2 separate regions of the Capra hircus genome follow, and region 2 is linked to region 1. The links are chromatin contacts, called in public Hi-C maps. All regions are on one chromosome and are shown on one strand. Each heading gives the region's core, a stretch centred on a gene start, on an enhancer-like site or on the middle of the called end of the contact. The rest is flanking DNA. Distances are from core to core; before and after follow the strand shown.

Region 1 (3,525 bases), core at 449-2,948:
CCAGGTAGGGTAAAGACAGGACCTGCACAAGTTCCCAAGAACAAGAAGGTGATTGTGCTCCAGGACAAAGCCAAGCCCTCTTGAAAGGCACCTCCCAGCACAGGGTCGCCCTGCTCCCCGCCTGGTGGTGCTCTCACACCGACAGCAGGGGCGGGAGAACTGAGAGAATGGATCAGCAGCATGTCCCAGTCATTTCTGTCATCATGGGGTTCTGTCTCTTCCCCGCAGCACTTTGTCAGCGAGCGTAAATATGATGAAGAGCTCGGGAAAGCTGCCCGGTTCTCCTGTGACATTGAACAGCTCAAGGCCCAAATCATGCTCTGCGGAGAAAGTGAGTTCTGCATACTTGCTAAATAATTCTGTGTGAGTAAGACTGGCGCTGTTGGAGTCAATATGGGAAATGTCAGGTGTGTGGTCCCCCAGGGGGCTAAAGTGAGGTCTAAAGAAGTTTAATGATCTAAGGTCATGACACGAGTCACTAAAAATGTCAAGATCGGAACTTCGAGTCTTCAAATGCCACTGCCCATCAGTAAATCTCCAGGATTTATTAAGCAGAACAAAACAGGTCAACTAGTTTATACCTTTTGCAAACTTTTCTTAAGCATTGCCGGATCAAGTGTCTCTGATTTCAAAAGTCTGGTTCTACAGAGACCTGTTATGGGAAGAGCAAGTCTCCCTAATAAGTCTGGGAACAATGGGCTATTGTCATGAAAGGCCCAGCTGTGTGTGTGTGTGTGTGTGTGTGTGTGTGTGTGTGTGTGTGTGTGTGACACACGCACTGCTTAGCAGTTCCCTAGCCTCTCCCTTAATTAGAGCAGTTAACATGCAACAAAATTGGCTGATTCTTTCCCCCCTGCTCCAGCCCACCCACTGAGGGATGTGGGAACCTGCATTAAGTGGCTCCAAGGACAGTCACAAGGAGGTAGGAAGGGCAGATGAAGGACATGGAATATCCACAGCCTCATAGTGAGCTAAGAAATGGAGGTCTGACTGCACTTTTTTTTTTTTCAAAGTGGAAATTGCATTTTTTCTCTGAGTATAAAAAATACAATCTTGATCTAAAAATTACACAGCTATATTAAATAGAACATGACATTACTTTTGAGGCTCATTCATACTTTTATGCACATATAATCTATTGTGTAAATTATGCAGTGTATTTAATTATATTGCATCTTATTTACTATACTACATGACATACATATATAGTAAGAGAATTTGCTCTTATCATTTCACAATATATGGTTGACATTTTTCCATGTCAATATATTTTAACCCATAATTTACTTAAATATAATTGACATAAACAGTCCCAGGATTGTGGCCATTTAGGTTGCTTCCATCTTCTCACCGTTAAAATAACATTGCTGTGAGCATCCTTGTTCACCTGTCTTTGACAAATATCTGAATTTCTGACTGTCTTTCTTTTAAATTATTTTCTTTTTTTTCTATATACTTCCTCTTTTATGAAAGAATCTACTCCATTTGCCATTCTCCATCCGAAGATTTTGTAGAAAAAAGCCAGACTATATGATTCACAGTTGGAAATTTACGCAGACTAGTTTCCACTTCAGCTTGATAACCGGTGAGCCCCTGATGCCAAGTGACCCCACCATCTGAGGAGGGGAGGGCAGTGCAGCGTCCTCTGCTCTCCTCCAGAGCACACCAGTGCCACCTAGTGGGAGGAACCATCCCTCACCAAATCCCAAGTGTCCACACTGGAACCCAGCCTCCCGTGTTGGGAGACAGTGGTCCTCAAAAGGCCCTTTACTTCTGGGCTTTGTTGAGAGCACATTGGAAGCCCACAGCTACTGAACCCTAGAAAATGACCCTAATAATGACCCCTAGAAAACTGAACAGTGTTAGCAAAGAGCCACTAAAATCCCCTGGTCCTGTTTGGACAACCCCCAACATGCCATCACACCTGACCTGTCAGATGAAGGGCCTGGAGATACATCCGTGTCCTTTCCATTTCTAATGTGCTGTGATCCCTACCCACGCTCCAGATCCTCAGGAAGAATGCTGGGATTAAGTCTAAGCCAACACAGGTAGTAGAGAAAATTGCTTTTCAAAACTGGTGACCATTTTAAAGATGTAAAGGTCTTGCTGTCCAGACTGGCAGTCAAATTCTGGTGAACTATGACAGGAAGGTCATGAATATATCCCTGAGTTGATTCCCTCCAGCCCCAGTTCAGCATTATCACGTAGAAACCATCCCATCAAAACCAGCCCTTTCAGAAACCAGCGGGAGGGGTGATAGCAAACACTGAACAGACCTGCCTGATCCCTGCTGGGAATCTGCCTGGTGAGCCTGGGTTGACGTTAGCATTGGAGTTGCAGATTTGCAGTGGGGTTCTAGAGCTGATAACAAATGATAATATAGCTCTAATGGAAGAGAGAAGATGCATCTTTTGGGCTGGCAGGCCTGGCCTTAAAGTTGGGGTGACAAGATCCCTGACACCCAGCATCACTCCATTCCCGTGCTCCCAGCACCGTGGCTCTGACCGGCCAAGTGTGGATGTGCCCCTAGGTTGCTTTTCATCTCTGCAGCGCCCACTGGTCTAGGGATCTGACAAGAACAGCAAGAATGAGTTTGGTAATGGGGAACCCGAGGGGCAGAGTACGTTTGTGGACAGGGCTGAGAGGGTACTTTGGGGCTTCATTATCCCTCTTTCCCAGGTGGTTCTCAACCTAAAGAACAATATTAAAGTTGCTCAGATTTGTCTCTTTTCCTACAAATGTCTCCCAGCTTGAATGATTATGCTATCCACTGATTCCCACAGAAGACATTTTGTGGTTCCAAGCCCTTAAGTGCTTCTTCAAAGACATCTTAAAAAAAAAAAATAGTCTTCCCTTACGGTTTTTATGAAGTTCCTGCCAACTTTTCATCTCCTAACAGGTTACTGAGTGAGTAAGTGAGCAAGTGAGTGTTGGTTGCTCAGTTGTGTCCAGCTCTTTGTGACCCCACAAACTGTAGCCCACCAGGCTCCTCTGTCCATGGGATTTTCCAGGCAAGAACACTGGAGTGGGTTGCCATTTCCTTCTCCAGGGGATCTTCCCAATCTAGGCATCGAACCTGGGTTTCCTGCACTGCAAGCAGATTCTTTACCATCTGAGCCACCAGGGGAGCCCACTGAGGCACAGCCCCTAACACCAAGCACTTATTGTTGCAGTTACACACCCAAAGAACAACTATTCCTCAAGAACTCCCTGCAGCTCCCTGCTGCCGCTGCTCAGCGCTCACGCAGCCACCTCTGGGAAACAGAGTAACTTTACCCGGAAGTCATCGAGTCACAACAAGCCCTCCGAAGGTAAAGCAGCAAACCCCAAAATGGCGAGCAACCTTCCCAGCACCGCTGACAGCTCTCACCAGGCCGTGCCAGCTAATAAGCAGGTAAGCCGCCCCAAGGAAGCCACCCTGCTCTGCCTCCGGGGGTCCCGCAGACCCTGGTGCCTTGCCTGGGCAAGAAACCACCCATTTGCAGCAGAAGAAAATAGCCGCTGCTAGTCACCCCAGGCTCCATC
Region 2 (3,762 bases), core at 1,006-3,505, 450 kb before region 1:
ACTTAAGCTCAAAAATACTTGCATAGATTTGCAGTCAGTGGAGGACTTGGGATTTGAACCCCAGGTAACAAAGGGCTGAAGCCTCCCAACCTCCCTCCAGTAGCGTTGGATTCGATCAGCTGTTGACCTTGATGGTTGACTGCAGTCATTCATTGTCAGTTTGGAGGCAGCCCTGGGGCACCAGCTGTGGGAGGTGTGCTGTAACCAGGAGTAGAGGATTCCCAGGGAACTTCTGCCCCACCTGGGGAGGGAAGGTGATAAGTAGGAGCGGCTCTCCATCCTCTTTTTGCTTAACTATTCTTGGAGTAAACCACATGGAAACTGCATTCCAGGACCATCCCTCAAGGAGGTTTTCTCTCCAATCATTTTCATTTCTATCTAAACTATTTTAGGGGGTTCTACAGATGTTTAAATAAGGAATCAAATCTCTCTCTGTGGCAGATCTCTTCTTATGACAGGAAACCCTCATTTCCCAGATTAGGGTCCAAAAGACTATTAGGAATTTTTTCTTTTTTTTATGATAAAAGTGGCACCATACAAGGGTTGGCTAAAGTCATCTGTTGGTGAGCAGAGGGGGCTTGATTTTGCCCACATGCACAACTTTTTTCATAGAAACATTTCTAAGAAGATAGGTATCTTCCCTTATTAAAAAAATCACTGAATTCCCAAGGTTCTTAAAGATCTTGCCATATTCTACATACCAGGCTCTGTAGTGTGGTGTGAAGTTCCTAGAGACATTAGATACCTGTGGACCCTGGATGGTGTCAGCATGGTACGTGGCTGGTCTGTGACTTGCTACAGTGATGCTGACAGGGATTCACTAAGGTCAGGTCACTCAGCTGACTCAGCTGGGAGTTTATCAATGTCCATCCCTTGGCTTGTTATATACACTGACAGGAAAGTTTTTATTTTTAAAAAAAATAGGATTTTGAAGACAAGGTCAATTTCAGTCTTAACAGTCCTGATACTGTCACTTTAGGTAAAACTCATCACAAGTTCAAATCCCAGTTCAGTTCTAACCAGGTAGGTGTCCTCAGGCAAGCTTCCCTGGGTTTTGAACCTTTCTGCTGTGAAAATACTAACCTTTCTCAAAGGCTTGTGGTGGACTGAGAGTCTAAAAGTCAAACAGAATATTTTTAAAAATGAGGAAAAGAAAAGTAATAAAAAGTGTGTGTCATCCCTTTCCCAATTTAACACAGTTAATGTGGATGTGATTTTGGAGCTAATTGCTGAAACCAAGCAATGTGTTACCCTAAATGATTTTTGATTCCCTCCCTTTTATTTCCCATCTAATTCCTAGAGAATAGATGATGGAGAATAATAAGCTGTGTTGAGTTGGCAATTTTTGTACTTCTGTGTGTACATGAGTGGGCTATTATTAAACTTGTGAGATCAGGGGGTCTGCAAATGTGAAAAATGAGTTTTTCTAGTTAGGTTTTAGCCAGAACCCTTGAGCTCTTTAATTATAGAATCCCAGTGTCTGCAGAAACTGGGATCAATGTCCCTAATCATTTGTCAACCTACCCATTTGACAGACAGAGAAATGGAGGCCAGAGAGCCCCCTGGATTCATTATTCTCATATGTAAATTGAGGGTGACAGTCCTTACTTCAGAAGGTTTTTCTCTATTTTAAGAATGTAGAGTTGTGTCTGGCATGTAATATGAATGTTTGAGAGGCAGCAATGCTTGGTAATAAAGAGAAAATTTGTATATCAGGCTGCTGGGTTCAGTCTCTGGTCTTTTCCTCACTATTTTGTGACCTTGGGTGAAGTAACTAAAGTCCCTTTTCTCATAGAATTGTTGCAAGGATTAAATTAATTAATATACATAAAACACTTAGTGCCTGACACATGGTGAGTACCATTCAGGAATTAATTTTTATTATTGTTATTTTTAAAGAGATTATGTGGTTTATATAAGACTGCCCACTCAGTAGCAGAGCCAAAAAAAGAATTTAAAAAATGTTGGCTCCTAGCTGTGTGTGCTCTACCAAACTAATGTTCCTCTCCAAGGAAACTGGTTTTGTGTAAGCAGAGGGTCCATTTATAACCTCTTTGAGGCCATTTCTGATTCCTATGATTATGATAGAGCTGAATTGTTTATTTCATCCCCCAGGATCAGAGTTTGCAGCACAGCTTAATCGATAAACTGTAAATAGGTTCATTAAAAAGCTAGGCACATGCCCTGAGACCGAGAAACAATCTCAGCCACTTGTCTCCATGAGGGGGCGCCAGAGGGAGACAGAAAGGTGGAAGGAAGAGGAAGAGCTAGCTGCTTCCTGTTTGCCTCCTGTTCCTGCGGGTGTTGCCCAGCAGTGGCCCTTCACCGGAACCCCTCCCCAGAGGCGGTTGATTGCAGTTTGCACTTGTCCCAGTCTTTGCAGATACCCACTTGTCAGAGATCTGACTTTGTCTTCTGCGGTCCTGAGGCAGTAGCACCAGCTAAACTCCCTTCCAAACTCTTAAAACCTAACAATCCCAACCTCCTCTCAGTTCCCCAGCCCTAGGTGCTGGCTGCTTTGTACAACTATTACTCCTGTGATATTTCAGAGTCCCTCTTTTACTTTTTCCATTCTTTAATACCTAGTTTAAATTCTTTATATGAAAGTCTCACTGTTAGGATAATTGGGGTGATTTAGTTCTTCTGACTGAGACTCTGGCTGATACACACATGAATATGCATATTCATATTTATGAATGTGAATATAAAAATAATCCACAAATAGAGTCAAGTCAAACGTCCTTAAACATCTCCTCTCTTTCTCTTTTCACACCCCATCCTGGATGTGGTGACATAAATTAGATCTACTTCAGGTTTACTCAATCACTTAGTTACTTCATTCCCTAGAGGAAAATAGAATTATTAACAGGTGTCTGTCGCCCTAGAACTTTAAAAAATGCATTTACATACATACATATATATATATATATATATATACACACACACACTCATCTATTGTACAGTATGATCACTTAAAGCATAATGAAATAATATAGCATAAATATAACCATATATTAACATTTAAAAGTCCTTTCTTTTCTAAGAAAATCAATCTCTTCCATTTTAAAATCTTAATTAGGATTAGATCTCAATTCTCTAATTTTAATCTGTTCGTGCTTCTTTTCATCACTCAAAATTACATACTTATCTTTTAGTTCTTTCATTTTTTTCTTTGCTCTTGACATAACTTATGCTAAGTATACAGTAATGGGACAGTAGATGAATGTGAAAGACATGGTGGAAGAGTTCAGAACAGGAAGAAATCACTTTAAATGAAGACGCCAGCAAAGGCTTTCCAGAGAAGATGGAATTTGGGCTGAATCTTGGCGGAGCACTTGGACTTGAAATAACAAAAGCAAAAAGCCAGAAAGGACATTGAGAGGTCTGAGCTATGTGACCCAGATTCTCTATTACAGTTAAACAAGTTGCTTTCTACATCGAAGAGCAAGATTATACAAAATTCACTTATGAGGTAGGTCCATGAGGGGAAGTTTAAAACTAAGGGTGGACTCAAGGAGAAAAATGTTTGTTTCTCTAGTTTATATTGTCATTTACAAGATGCTGTAAAATGCATACTCTTCTTTCTTTATCCTTTCCACAGCTCTGACAATTTCTCTTTCCCATTCAATATTCCTCAAGACTCCTCTTCCCTCCTCAAAAACCCCGAACCCTCCCCCAACGAACAAACAAGAAAAATATTTTTAATTTCTTTTTTTTATTGACCTGAATTTGCAGACCCTGGTCTTACAAAGTTAAGCAGCC

Evidence for each region. Hi-C and Micro-C count contacts between places; a contact is called where the count stands out from the background.
Region 2: a Hi-C map of blood shows a contact between it and region 1, with 10 times the contacts expected there. The contact joins two enhancer-like sites. A contact is called at or near these places in 3 of 5 Hi-C or Micro-C datasets (blood and liver).

The regions. Positions count from the first base shown.
Region 1 is chr2:46,919,279-46,922,803 of ARS1.2, reverse strand. It overlaps SPATS2L (SPATS2-like protein), which reads left to right. Exons shown (of 13, transcript XM_018061185.1): 11 at 229-331; 12 at 3,174-3,394. Among named protein-coding and RNA genes, the nearest start is that of KCTD18, 38 kb to the right of the region's middle. Within about 2 kb of position 1,698, at least 1 of the 5 cell types and tissues checked has an H3K27ac peak or open chromatin away from gene starts, as enhancers often do.
Region 2 is chr2:47,373,759-47,377,520 of ARS1.2, reverse strand. No RefSeq gene overlaps it. Among named protein-coding and RNA genes, the nearest start is that of C2H2orf47, 27 kb to the left of the region's middle. Within about 2 kb of position 2,255, at least 2 of the 5 cell types and tissues checked have an H3K27ac peak or open chromatin away from gene starts, as enhancers often do.